Linked DNA regions of Mus musculus: all the other regions are linked to region 1. The links are chromatin contacts, called in public HiChIP or PLAC-seq and promoter capture Hi-C maps. All regions are on one chromosome and are shown on one strand. Each heading gives the region's core, a stretch centred on a gene start, on an enhancer-like site or on the middle of the called end of the contact. The rest is flanking DNA. Distances are from core to core; before and after follow the strand shown.

Region 1 (4,421 bases), core at 1,519-4,018:
ACGAAAACAACAACAAAACTCAAACCCCAGGAGTAGAGCAATGAATAGTGTTGGGTAGAGAGCCAAGGCATAAGCAGTTCGTGATAAGCAAGCGGCTTGGTGTCTCCAAAAGTAACAGAAAGCTTACTACAAACTCTTACACTTCCTGTACCTGGTAACCTCACAAACCAGGGCTTTTGTTTGGGGGGACTTGGGATGAATTTTTAATTACGTACTTACAATAATGGCCAGCAGTGGCAAGCATGACCCTAACTCTCCAAGAATAAAGCTGGAGCGCATTTCACGGGTGAGACTGTAGGCTTAGAGAGAAACGGTGCAGTTCTCCTAAGTGGTGGTGCTACGATGAAAGGAGACTCAGTGCGAAGTGCACAGCGTTCTCAGTGCACCACCGAGTTGGAATAGGGGATGAGCTATCAGTCCAAGGGGGCAGGCTCAGCAGTAGGCTCTCTGGAAAGAGCAGGGGCTAATGCACACATCACAGAGAGAACCAGGAGAGGAGGGACTTCACCACTGGCTGAATTCATTAACCTGTGACCCCTGGAAGGAACTGAAGAGATACAAAGGCTAGGTCCTGCCTGGAAAGGGCTTCAGTCTCCTTCATCATAACGGCTGAGCCCTAGCTCTCCCACCAGGACGGAGAGGACCCACCGTCAGAAGGCTGGCCAGGTAGATACTCAGTCAGCTGTCACCTGCAGTGGCTTAATAGACTGCAACACCTGGGAGCTGGAAAAGGCCTACAATTTGGGTGGAATCACTCCTGGGACAGCACCAACAATATATTCATGAGACTCACTGGGAGTTCAGGGATCTTATTTAAACACAAAACCAAAAAACCATGGAGTCTTTTCTGGAACTCACTACATAAGACTTGGCTGACGTCACTGAGAATCACCTTTCTCTGTCCCCAACTGATGTGATTAGAAGCCTGTGCCACCACGCCCTGAAGTTCAGGAATCTCAGATAAGAAAGACTTGTTTTCTTAAACCAGAATATGCATAGTTTTAACCGGGGATCCAAGTAAGAGGCGATATAGCGGTTTGTTAGAAGGGACGGCCTAACACCGAGAAAAACTACAAGCTGCTGAGCCCAGTGCTATATAGTGCCCGATATATATTTTTTTCAATCCTAAGAAACCATAAGCTAGATACATAGCTCAGTGTTAGAGTACTTGCCTATCATGTACAAGGCCCCACACTGCATTCACCTGCAATCTTAACACTTAGGAGATGGAGGGAGAAAGAGGGATTGCCCACAAGTTCAAGGCTGGCATGGGCTACATGTCTAGTACCAGGCTAACCAAAACTCTACAGCAAGAACCTGTCTCAAAACAACACTGCCCATCCAAAAAAAAAAAAAAAAAAAAGCATCAGGGCAAATGAGCCTGTTTAGGAAGTGAACAGAGTAACCAGGGGCACTAGGGCCAAGAGAGGTGGGGCAGCTTCCCTGAGTCAGACTGGAGGATGAGACACACAGTGGTATGAGGGAAAAGGAGCTACTCACCATTCTACCTTGGCGAGGGTCCTGGCTGCCTGCTCCTGCTCGTCACTAAAGGAGACAGAACACAAGAGGAAAGTGCACGGTCATTAACATCACCATAGAATCAACGATTGTCACACGGGTCTACCCCTGAACTTCTCTGCAACTCATTTTCCTCCACCACAGAGGATCCGGCGTCTCAAAAAGTCACCACACCAGTCAGGCAATGGAAGAAGCAACAAGTGACCCTGCCCGGTGAGAATTCCACCACAAAAGTTCCTGAGCAAGGCTAAGTATCATCCTAGCTTACTCAGCAGAACTCAAACGTTCTGATCCCCACACCCAGCAGTAGAGCACTCCAAACCCTGCTCTCTACAAAAGAGAAGAAATTCCAACTCTGAAGAGACAAAGACTGCCCAACTGGGACTCACTTTTGGCCCTGGTAGGGGCATGAATCCACAGGGCAGTTCGGCCAGTCTCTGAGTCTAGGAGTAGCACCCACCTGACCTGTTACTGGGGGCAGAGTCCAGAGCAGAGGACAAGAGGGAGAGGACCACAACCTGTGATAAAAGAGCAGCAGGGTTGGCCCGGTCCTGCTGAGCATACTTGAGACCAAGTAGGTGAAGGTTTGAGGGAGGAGGCCACACAACAGGAGCAGAATTAGGCCAGTCCGGCCTGGGAGACAACATCTGTCAAATGGGTCGAATTAACAAGGATTTCAAGTTAAGGCCTCCTGGGCCCACTTAGGGAGCCAGGTCTGAATTTCACCGACACTCCTTCATGTTTGGTATGCTCGAGGGGTGTGCAGCAGAGCCCCATAGGAGGCTACGGCGATTAAAGCCTCCATTGTGATCCTACCAACCTTCCCTCCCTCACGGGGGAGCCCGCAAGCGGCCAGCCGGAGGTGCTGCCTCACGGCTCCCTGGCTCGCGGCCTGAGAAACAGAGAGAGGAAGGGAGCGACAAGGACCAGGCCTAGGAGGCCCAGGGTTCTCACAGTTAGGGACTCTGGTCTTAGGGTGGGGGGTGGGGGAGGATGGGCTAAGCAGCCAGGAGATCCAGGTGCCCAGGTTTTAGGGGCGGGGCCAAGGCCTCGGAGGCGGAGCCCCAAATGACAGAGGGCGGGACTCAAGAGAGCCGGCGAGGGCCGGGCAGGACTTGGTCGTTGTGGTTCCCAGGCTGGCAGTGCACGGGGTACAGTGACTCACCCAGGCGGCGTCCGCCCGACCCTCCAAAGCCGCGCTCTCACCACTTCCGTCTCCCGCAGCTGCTGAGGCCGCGCAGCTCGAACCCCACCACGGTCCCTTGTCCCCAACCAATCGTATCTCTAGCCTCTACCCGCCCTGGCCAATAGCCACGCGAAGTCCCGCCCTGCCTCACCACGCAGCCGCCGCCCTCACTCTCCACGCTGCTCACTGGTCCAGTGGGCAGACGCCCTCTCAGCTTGTAACCTATCCGGCACCCGGAGACCAGACAGTACCCGGAGGGAGGAGGCTTGGCGCCAGAGAGCAGACACGACCAATAGGAAATCACAGCGCGTCCCTCTGGCAGCCAATGGGAGAGGAGTAAGAGGGGTCGCAGCCTAGGGCTCCGGGGACAGGAAGTACGGCCGCCCGTCGCCTACTGGTAGCGCAACTGGGGGGCGGGACATTGCAGGGAATGGTAGCAGTCACTTCCGGTGACGACCCCGCCCGAGAGGTAGTTCGCAAATGACCTCGCGGTGGCTCAGCGTTTTAACCCAGTGGTGTTTCTGTTTTGCTCCAGTAATGCGAGAAAGGAAGGGTAGCATGCCGGCTAGGAAAGGGGAAGGTCCCTTCCCAAACTCTCGGTTCCATCACTCTCGTGTTTCGTCGCCCGGTCGATGGAAAAGAAAATCCTGGATTTTTTTTTTTTTTTTTTGTCTGCGAAAGAGAAGAGCTGGGTTCGGGAACTGCTGAAGCCACAGGAATGGAAAACGTGAAAGACCCTCCTAGAAGGCCTGGGAGGAAGGAGCTCTCGGACTGGCAGCGCTGGCGGTTCCCTTTGCGTATCTGGACTGGTTGTTAACGACCGACCAACCTTGCCGTCCTTCGAGACCTGCATTGCCGCCAGTCCAGAGTCTCTCAGCCAAGAGAGAAAAACTGGGTCTGACTGCCATTAGCTAGCTGCGGCTTCTTAGTCTGTAAAAGGGGTAGAGGGACAAGACTGAAGCGCCTGGAGCCAGCACCGGGACGCAGGTCACCAGTAACGCTGGAGGTCTCCGTGATCCGCGCCACTACTAACCAAACTGAAGTGGCAAAGAGTCCTATTCTCGGCGGATAGTCCGAGTCCTGGAGTGGGTCTAGGCCCTGAGATCCTAGGCTAGTGTCCTCACGTCTTGGTTTCTGAAGTACTTACAGTTACTAAGTCATAGGAAAACAGAAATCTCTCCTGAGTTCACTGTTTTAGTTACAGGGTCTAGAACCCGGGTCTAACCTAGCGCATGCGTGATACTGAGCTCCTTGGAGACTATGGCATTTTGTTTTTCCCTATGTCCCAGCACTCTAATTACAGGACCTTCAGAATTTGTTCAGCACTGTACCACAAGCTTCCTGGAATTTGGAGCTTAATTCTGCATATCTATTTACCCAAATCTGGGGAAAGGCGGAAATCAGAGGTTGCCAGGTAGTTAATACCTTGTTTTTCCCAAGAGCAGCTACAAAATGAAGGTATTGTATACGGGAAACATGGAGGCTTGAGGCTCAGAAAGTGGAGCCAGAGTAGAAATGGTCAATAGGACAAGCTATGTTGTAAGCTGAGTGAACTCTATAAGCGAAAGGGAAATTTCCCCCTTTCTGTTTCCTACTAAAAGCCAGAAACCAGTACCCTTTCCATCAGCCTTTCAAACTAGTCATAGGAGCTATGTTTCCAGGAAATGGTAAAAATACAGAGACACCTGAAGCCACATATAGGTTAGTTTATTTCCTC
Region 2 (4,675 bases), core at 112-2,611, 600 kb before region 1:
ATGCTAGACTGAGCCTTTCTAATTTATGGTTGTCTGTGTATGAGGTCTGCCAGTCTATCCCTCATTCCCTAGGGACCATTCTCTGGGAATAGTGCCTGGCACCCTGGGTTCCTCTTCAGGGATGATGGGAAGCAGGTGTCAGTGTGTGCACCTCATGACAAGGGACCACATTTCTGTGGGCCACCTGTCTGCCAACCCCTGACATGTCCCCCAGACTGAGTGCTCCCTTGCTGAATATTAGACCCTCAGGACCTCCTCTTGAAGGGTCACCCATCCCAAGCAACTTAGACTTCAACGTCCCCTGACCTGCCTCACCGTAAGCATGGCCCTCCACGTCATCCAGGAGGTTGGCTGTGGATGCAGCAGCCCCCAGCCTGCCGGACTGTTCAGGAAAACTATTCTAGAGACGGATGGGTACTGCGACAGCTTGTTCAATCTGCCTGTGCTCTGTCCTGATAACCCACCAACCTCAGAGGCTTCTACTATCCCTCCCGTTCCCAAACTGCCTAATGGTGTCCCTTCCAGGACCCTCTCCTGGGATCAATGGACCAGCTAGCCAGGCCCGACCCCTTTACTCTGCCCCCATCACTAGGGACAGGGAGAGTGACATTTCCCCCGTTCTCCTTCAACTACTCAGTTTTCAATATCCAGGGCCCTGTGGATAAGCACGGATGAGAACTTTGGTGTGAAGACAGGGAAACTTTTTTTCATTCAAAAAGCCAAAAGTGGAGGAAAAAAAAAAAAAAAAAAAAGCAGGCCTCTGGAGACACAGCTGCAGGGACCTATGAACCAGTTCTAGTAAAATTAGGGGAAGACTCGGTGATTTCAATAGGAAGACGATGTCTTTCTCCCAAAATGCAGATGACTTAAGGCCAAAAGTAAAGAAGGCACTGGAAGGACGGTGTCCCCGGGGAAAGGAACACAGGAGCTGATGACGGGGTTTCCTGGTTCACAAATCAAGGAGGGGCGGCCGCAGAGCCGCATCCCACTCCCGAGGAAGGTTCAGCCGGGATCTCCATCACTGTTGTCAGTGCTCCCCACCCCACCCCAGGGCCAAGCAGAAGGATACGACTGAAGCTTCGGTAAATGTTTCTTCTTTGACTTCCTCATTTTGGTCTTCTCGGAGAAGGCTCGGGCGAGTTCAAACAGCTTCCTGCGCGTAGCTGGGGCAGAAAGACTCGTGAGCCCTTAATGCTCCAGAGAGCCAGAGCATCAGATGGCTTCCCTCCAGGTTTGGGGGCAGCCAGGCAGAGCGCCACACCAGGCCCCTTGGGTGGGGACTGGGAAGAGGAAAGTGACAGGAACAGCAGACACCAGTGCCACCTAGGGAGCAAGTGCGCCATCCCAGGTCGGCCTCCGGGGGCAGCACAGGCCAGCACTCGTCAAGTACACAGCAGCCTGCCTCCAGACCAAGATCCGGGTATTCCTTCCCTAGAGGCGGACAACCACACAACCACGGCTCCTGGCTTTCTTTCCCGCTGCTGGCTGCCACGGCCTTCCCGCCCCTCCCCAGCCACCTCCACAGTTGGTCCTAGGATTTCCATGAGTCATCGGAAATTTTCCCTGAAATAAAACCTTGAAAGGCTCCAGCCTCATCCCCGCTGGTTATGGGTCTATGAGACTGGAGACGGGAGGATGACAAAAAAAAGCGGGCAGTGGGGCGAGGTTCCCCTATCCCAAAATGTCTGCCATTCCCACAGAAAGCAGACTCAGCCAGTGACTCCAGTCTCGGCCAAGTCCTCACGCCACAGAGAATGTGAACACCGACACACATTATTTTCCAACAGACAGCTGGCTCAAGAGGATTTAAACTTAATTTGTCTCCAGACTCAGCTGCAGAATAAAGTAAGGCAGGAAGGCTGAGGGAGCTAGCCTGTGATTAAAATGTCACCCGGAGTTCAGCAAGAGTCAATAGCATTAAAAATCTTCCGGGGGGGGGAAGGGGGGGCTCTCTCCCTCTCATGAGGCCACAGGGCCTGCCTCAAGAGAGCTGGGACAAGGAGGGGAAAAGGGGCAAGACTCACATTTTCCCATGTGTTTCAACTTGTCCCTGAATAAGGCATCTTCTGACACAGTGGGGTTGGTTTCACTGGTTCCTGGAAGGAGGAGACACCTGCTGAGGGACCAGGCCCATTGGGTCTCCGAGGTCCCACTAAGAGATAGAGTGAGCACCTGGCCAAGGCTCTAGGGAAGGAGGTCAGAGGATACCCTCCATCCCTGTTTCTGTCTGTTCTCTTATTACAGAACAAGTCCCGGCTTCTTCCCTGCTATAGGAGTTTAAGGCAAGTTGCAAGAGTACTTCTTTCTTGCAAGGTACATTTTCCTCTTCGGAGCAAACAAGGGCAGCCTTAAGATCTGCTGCACGTATGGGAAACTGGCTGGCCTTGGGTTCCAGCCTCTCTAGCAGTCCCATGTCCTCAAAGCCATGATGGTGGTTTGAAGTGAGCTGGTAGGGAGATCTATGTCTCGGAAATCCCCCCAGCCTGCATATCAGCCTTCTCCTGCACCCAGAGCAGAAGGTTAACCATTTGCCAGCACATCATGACCCTCTGTGCATCCTAACTCTCGTGAATTGAAGCAGAAAGGACAGAGAGCCAAGAACGCCTCCCAGATGCTGAACGGGAACAAGAGCAGGGCTCAGCCAAGAGTCAGAACGCAGTGAGCCACCTGCGTGGGTCTCTCAGGATCCTTGGGCTGCAGCTCACCGTCCTGTAACTTGGCTCATCCCGAGTCACCTTGTCTGCTAACTTCCCTTTCAGTCACTCTGATCCAGTTCAGCAGCTCCAGTGTCCCTTGTTAATTTGGAATCAAGGACAAGAAAACTCCCAGCTGAACATCTGGTGAGGCCTAAGCTCCTGGCTGCTTGCTTAGGAATCAGTTCTATGGGATTTTCTTTCTCTGAGCTGGGATTAGCGGGGGCACCTTACCCTTCTGTTCTTGCCTTCCCAGCTCAGCTGTGGGACGGAGGGTCTGCTCCTGAAAAACACACGGCTGATCCCTTTTAAATATGGATATGGGGTGATAGCAGGAACTGACCCAAGATTCAGAGTCCAGGAGCCAAGGATGAATACAGAGTCTCTGTTCACACTCCCAATCTAAGCTCTGCTATAGTCTATACATCTTACTAATACAGTCCTCACTCTGGCCTGTCAGCCCCAGTGCTGCTGGCACTGAAGGGAAGTCACATGTAGTCTGAAATGAGTTGGAGAGGCGGTCATAGGAGAGACTATAAAACCCTGCTTCTCTAGCCCTCTGTTTTGTTTTTTTAATGAATTTTAAGATATTTGTTTATACTTATGAGTACTCTATCTGCATGTATGCCTGCATGACAGAAGAAGCCATCTAATTCCATTATAGATGGTGTGAGCCAACATATGGTTGATGGGAATTGAACTCAGGATCTCTGGAAGAGCAGCCACTGCTCCTCCTCCTCCTCCTCCTCCCCTCCTCCTCCTCCTCTTCCTCTTCTTCCTCCTCCTCCTCCTCCTCCTCCTCTTCTTCTTCTTCTTCTTCTTCTTCTTCTTCTCCTCCTCCTCCTCCTCCTCCCCCTCCTCCCCCTCCCCCTCCTCCTTCTCCTCCTCCTCCTCCTTTTCCTCCTCCTTCTCTTTCTCCTTCTTCTTCTTTTTTTGGTTTTTCGAGACAGAGTTTCTCTGTATAGCCCTGGCTGTCCTGGAACTCACTCTGAAGACCAGACTGGCCTTGAACTCAGAAATCCACCTGCCTCTGCCTCCTGAGTGCTGGGATTAAATGTGTGCTCCACCATGCCCGGCTTTTTCTTTTCTTTTTCTTTCTTTTTTTTTTGGGGGGCGGGGGTTGGGGGGGGAGGGCAGCCACTGCTCTTAACCATTGATTGAGCCATCTCTCTGGCCCCTTCTCTGGCAGTTCTTGTTAAAGCATCTTGCACATCATACACAGAATTTCTCTTTCCCACACACGGCAGTGGGTGTCTCAGGGCAGAGAGCCTGCAGCTACTTAAGTGAATGAACCCTTCCCAGATTAAGCTCACCCTCTCTCTCTCCGTGGACTGGATACAGTCAACATGTATGCCTTGCCGTTGCTGGTGTACTAATTAGGCATTAAGCCTCATTAAGACAAACCTCACAAGACTCTACGGCCTTCGTCCTCGCAGTTGCTATTAAGAGACATGACATGGTTCGGTGTGTCCTCTGGTAGGACAAGATCCAGAAATAGTTGGGAGGTCAGCCAGCCTGTGGTAGGTAACCTACAGCTCCCAGGACAGCGAGAGCCTAAGTCCACTCAGTGAAGGGGATATCTCACTCCACAGGAGATCTATCTATCCCTTCTTGCTTGCTGAAGGGCCTCGGGTCCCACCCTTGGTCTGTTTCCTCATTCTACCGCTAAGTTCTCAATATTGAAGATAAAGTTGGGGCGTGGGCCCAGTGAGCCCCGCAGGCCCTCTCTCGGGACAGCAAGCTTACCGGGGACAGAGGAGGGAAAGCCACCGTCATTTCCAACCGCCGCATTGTTGGATTTGGATTTCTGGGATTCATATTTCAATCGGTCTGGAGAAGGAGACAGATTCTGTCAGGGAAGTGAGCTCCAGGGTGCCCGGGGGCACACTGAAGGCCGCAGGAGACTGAATCCCCCGAAGCACACAAGTATACATACACACACACACACACACACACACACACACACACACACACACACACCT
Region 3 (5,021 bases), core at 1,989-4,488, 910 kb after region 1:
TAACATAGGCCAGCTTAGCTTTGAACTCCCCAGGAAGCCAAAGCTTACCAAACTGCTTATCTTCCTGCCTCCACTTCCCAGGCACTTGTGCTAGGAATCAAACCCTGCATTCATGCATGTCAGACAAATACTCTACCAAATCTTTAATTACAGTTCTTAGTCACTATACAGATAAATACCATAAAACTCATTTATAGATCAGGTAGGCACATGAACTATATAGTTCAAAACCAGGACAAAGTTTATAGTAGAAACTTTAGATGGTTCAGCTATCTATTTAAATCCAAGTGAATTAGTAATTACAAGTGTGTTAGAGTCTGTATATGTGCTTTGATTATTCATAGGGTTATATGATGTAAGTATTAGCTCCCAAAATGAGAGGTCATTTTATAATGCAAAGACACTGATCTGGATGTAGGATTATTTAAAGCATAAATATTTTCTCAGGGATACCAGCCACATGGTTGGTGTGCTGGAGTTCTAAAGACAGTAACAATGAAAAAAAGAAGCAACAAATGATGGTTGTCTGGATTAGACTTGGTTAGAAGCATAGACCTTCCAGAGTGCTGAAATAAATCCCAATGAGTAGATAAAAGCCTGACTTTCCTATTAGATTGGCTAGGAAAATCAGAGAGAAAGAGACACCGAAATGTGTATATAAAGAAAATGCACTTAGCCAGAATATATCTTTAGTGTTTGAAGCAGAAACTAAAAACTGATGCCTCTTATTTTCTTAAAGAAAAATGAAACATCAGATATGAAAATATAACAAAGGTTTGGAATAGCTATTAAGGTGAATAAAGAAGTCTAACAGAACTGTGATGGATTTAGGCCTGGGAAGCCATATTCTAAATGTACGACCGTACAGATTTCCCAAGAAGGATCCACTCCAAGTCTAGGAATAACAGGCCTCTCTGATGGATAAAAAAGGACACCAAGATAGAAAGGAACTGGCAAGGGAATGTTTGAAAGCTATGGTGAGTCTATGTGCGTGTGTGTGTGTGTGTGTGTGTGTGTGTGTGTGTGTGTGTGTGTGTATGTGTGTGTGTGTAGCATAGGTGCATACAATACAGATAAGAATGTGTGGAGGTCAGGACACTTCCTTGGAAATGTGTTCTCTTCTTTCACTATGTGGGCCCCAGGGATTAACTTGAGGTTGTAGGCTTGTCTTCACCTGGTGAGGAGGCAGCTCACTGACCCTCTTCTCTCCCTCTCTGCATGCTTGGGGTAGACTCTATAGTGGTTCTCAACCTTCCTAATGCTGTAACCTCTTATAGAATTCCTCATTTTATAGTGACCCCCAACTAGAAAATTATCTCATTTTACCTCATAACTATAATTTTGCTACATTGTATGCTAGGAAACATAATATAAATATCTGATACACAGAATATTTGATATATGACCCCATATGAAGGGGTCACAACCCACAGGTTGAGAACTACTGCTCTTGCGCCTCCTGCATGTTAGGCAAGGACTCTCTGAGCCTCATCCCTGCCTCTGTTTACACTGCACCTTGCTAAGGTTGCCTGGGCTGCTCTTGCCATGGTCCTTTTGCCTCAGCCTTCCCAGTAGCTGGGATTCTAGCTATGTATCCTGAAACCTAGCTCCCTTTTCATAATCTTTTCAAAGTAAACATTGTCTGCCCATTTTAATGAAGAAAGCATTCAAAATCCAAAACAAAAGATGGGGGAACAGAGAACCTAAGACCAAGAGAAGTTAAATACAACAAATGTTTGATAGCTGCCTGCCAGGTAGAATTAGGAGTCCTCACAATTTCTAGGTTGTAAAATAAGCAAATCAGATTTGGGGAAAGTTAACGTCTCTACATAGCGTCTATTACAGGATGGGTAATATACTATTCTATCCAAACTGCTAAAGAACCAGACAGGCTGTCATTGCTACCACAGTTCTTTCTTTTTGTGTTTCATTCTTGAGTTTTGTGCACCACTCCCTGCTGACTTTTAAAACTTTAAACCTTCCTCTGAGTTATTTAACTCAACTTCCACCCACTGCTCACCTGACCTTTCTCACAGTTTGCAGTCTCCTAAGCAAAACTACCTATTTGCCTGGAAATATGGATAATATTACACACACGTACATAGTTGGCCCTTCTGTCTGTCCCTATGCTGTCCAATGTGGTAGAGATTAGTGTCACAGAGCAACATATGGCTAAATATTCTTGATCTGCCTTTTCCTGGAAACGGCAACTATGCCTTTGTTTCCAAAGGCTATTACTGACCACCTTGCAACCATGTCTTACTTCAGAGGGTTGTTATGACCAACTTATGTTCACTTTCCGCTGCTATTAACACTGTTTATATGCCAAATCCCCCATTTGGAAACCAATACTCCTGAACTATAAAAATCCTTATTTTCCCCATGTCCAGTGCTGATCTCTTGAACACTGCCTTTTGGGAGAAATAGTCCGTGTAAACGAATAATAATAATAAAAAGTTTGCTTTAATTAATCTGGCCATGATTTGGGTCAGTGGTCTTCCACTTCGAATCCATGAGATTAACAATAGCTTCAGAGTAGAGCGCTTTGCTCACCATGCACAACGTGCATGCACCGCAATACCAATAAATAAAAATACTTTTGAATCCATCTTTAGAATTCTTTTCCTTTTCCAAGCTGGGCTCAACAATTCGAAGACGGATATTTAAAATGTATAGTGTGAGGCCTGTTCTCCATTTTTTTCACGCTAGGGTAGCGTATCAATGCCACCTCTAAGAGGAGGTGTTGCCAGCGACTAAAATTCTGGGTTCTATCTTGGCTTCTTCCAAAGGTTTGCAGAGTAGGCAAGGCAGGCAGCAGCCACGGGGCGGAAGACAATTTATGAAGTAGCTAGGGGGAGGCCGACCGTGGGGTAAGATGATAAGATGCTTTTCAGTAGAGCCATTAAGAACTACACTCCTCTGCACCGTCCTAGAAGGAGTCGAGACTTACCTGGAGCTCGTCTCGCTCACCTCGCAGGTCTCCAAGCCAGAACAAGGAACACGCTTCGCGCGCGCCACCTACTCCTTCCGGGTTTCCTGAAAAACTAGTTCCGGATCAGAAACTACGAAGCGCAGTCATCCTTCTTCTTGTCACACCCACAGAGCCCGAACCGAGAAAGCCGAACCGAAATCCCGCGAGGAACCTCCCGGTGGCCGAAAGGAGGGGGTGGGGGTGGGGGAACGTTTCTCTTTTGGAGGCGGGCTCCTTAAAGGAGCCGGACCGGAAGTGACGCGAGCGAGTTCCGGTTGGCTGGAGCCCAGCGGCGGGTGTGAGAGTCGGTGTTGTGAGCCGCTTCCAGGATCCTGCGATCCGGAGAAGCCGGGGTCTGAGCGGGTAGGTGAGCGAAAGCGGGGAGTCCGGAGCCCAAGCCGAGCTTTCCCACAGCTCGGCCGCTTCCGCAGCTCCCGCACTTGGGTGATGCAGACGCAGAACACGCTGGTTTCCACTTGAGATGGCTCAGGTCACTGCTGACTGGCTGTGTCAGCTGGCGGTGGCCAGGTTATGTGGGACACCTCTCCGCGCTTGGTTACCGGGACATTGAACCCAGACACTCGCGACAGTTCGTTCCAGACCTGGAAGCCGGCTTTGGCTTTCTCAGAGAACCTCACTCCCGAGCTGTCCAGAGCCTTGGGTTAAATGAAGAGGGTCTTCGCTGCTGCTGATTCTCAGGACCTTTCAATGGGTTTTTCTCCTCCCGGGCCACTAGCGCAGTATGCTAAGTATATCTCCGAGAAACGAAGGTATTCGGGTGTACCGACAGTGCAGAGTAGTCAAAGGAAGGGGTCATTACCTCTCAGAGTTATTGCTGTGGACCCACTCAGCTTTTCCTAGGACTGTCATTTAAAAAAAAAAAAAAAAAAAAAAAAAAGAGGGCTCTCCGCTTTTTCCAAAACCTTGATCCCCAACATTTTTATTTCCCCGCAGTGGAAGTACTTGCAGCAAGATAGGGACTTAAAGGTCTTTACGATTCCAAACAGTGTATGGGCTTAGCGGGTTAGGCAGCTATGGGTTGCTTATGACCTCCAGTTGATTTTATGTAAACATCTTTTGCTTTTCTACTCCAGCAAAGAATCCAGGAATGCATAGATCGGCTGTGTATGTGTCTATTGGCAATGTCATTCCTTACCTTTCAGTTCTTTCTTGACGCTTGTGAGAGGTTTCGTAGACAGATTGATCATTTAGAGAACCTTTTCCAGTGTTTCTCTTGGCCTAATGAAGAATTTAATTCCAACTGTTTTAGTTCATTTTTTGAGATGGGGTTTCTCTGTGTAGCCCCGGCTGTTCTGGAACTTGCTCTGTAGACCAGGTCCACCTGCCTCTGCCTCCCGAGTGCTGGGTCCGGCTATATTCCAGCTGTTATTGTCTGAGAATTGTGTTGTCCTTGGGTCTGATTTTAGGGAAGAAGCTTATTTACTACGCTGTATTTTTGTATTGGAGGTGATGTTTTTGTTGACCTTTGGGAGAAAGATGCTGGCGTACCAGACACATGATCAGTTGGAGTAGATGCAAAGTGATTCTGAAGTGGGAATCTCTTCTGCTTAACTTATTTGCCTAGGTTATCTAAAACACAGATGCATTTTAAGGGGTTTATCCTTGGATACATTTAACAATACAATTAAATCCCTGAGGCACGCATTCCAGAAGAAAATAGCCACATATCTGAACTAAGCTGGCAAATGGTTTGGTGCTGTTTCCCAATTTACCTACAGCTAGTTTAAATCTGTTTGTTTCCTATTGTTTTTAGTTTTGAGTTCTTGAACTGTTTTACACTTGTCAGTTTTGTTTTGTTTTGGGTTTGTTTATTTGTTTGTTTGTTTTGTTTTTTTGAGGCAGGGTTTCTCTGTAGCCCTGGCTGTTCTGGAAGACAGCCTGCTCTGTAGACCAGGCTGGCCTTGAACCCAGCTAAATCCTTTCTTATCTGCTGTTTGGTGTGTTATCCCTGGTTTGTTTGCTTGCTTGCTTTTTGTAGTTGTTTTTTTACTTTTCCAACAATTTTTTTCTTCTTTCTTTTTTCTGTTTG

What was found. Promoter capture Hi-C pulls out the DNA fragments that hold promoters and counts their contacts. HiChIP or PLAC-seq counts read pairs in DNA pulled down with a chosen protein or histone mark.
Region 2: a contact with region 1 is called in an HNF4G HiChIP or PLAC-seq map of pancreatic cancer cells. The contact joins the enhancer-like site here to the promoter of Mtmr4 in region 1. A contact is called at or near these places in 3 of 39 promoter capture datasets (hippocampal neurons and liver) and 2 of 115 datasets of contacts at active chromatin or transcription factors (memory CD8 T cells and pancreatic cancer cells).
Region 3: a promoter capture Hi-C map of pre-B cells shows a contact between it and region 1, with 2.8 times the contacts expected there. The contact joins the promoter of Vmp1 here to the promoter of Mtmr4 in region 1. A contact is called at or near these places in 2 of 39 promoter capture datasets (hippocampal neurons and pre-B cells).

Annotation. Positions count from the first base shown.
Region 1 is chr11:87,590,513-87,594,933 of GRCm38.p6, reverse strand. It overlaps Mtmr4 (myotubularin related protein 4), which reads right to left and starts at 2,768. Exons shown (of 19, transcript NM_133215.2): 1 at 2,684-2,768; 2 at 1,501-1,545. The coding sequence starts at 1,503. Septin4 (septin 4) reads right to left here. Exons shown (of 14, transcript NM_001368775.1): 14 at 4,391-4,421.
Region 2 is chr11:88,184,482-88,189,156 of GRCm38.p6, reverse strand. It overlaps Cuedc1 (CUE domain containing 1), which reads right to left. Exons shown (of 11, transcript NM_198013.3): 6 at 4,440-4,523; 7 at 2,025-2,096; 8 at 1,070-1,163; 9 at 316-374. Among named protein-coding and RNA genes, the nearest start is that of Mrps23, 18 kb to the left of the region's middle. Within about 2 kb of position 1,361, at least 283 of the 459 cell types and tissues checked have an H3K27ac peak or open chromatin away from gene starts, as enhancers often do. A contact at or near this core is called in hippocampal neurons, liver, memory CD8 T cells and 1 more, where this site is marked.
Region 3 is chr11:86,682,053-86,687,073 of GRCm38.p6, reverse strand. Vmp1 (vacuole membrane protein 1) reads left to right here and starts at 3,238. Exons shown (of 12, transcript NM_029478.6): 1 at 3,238-3,334. It overlaps Ptrh2 (peptidyl-tRNA hydrolase 2), which reads right to left and starts at 3,000. Exons shown (of 2, transcript NM_001098810.3): 1 at 2,951-3,000.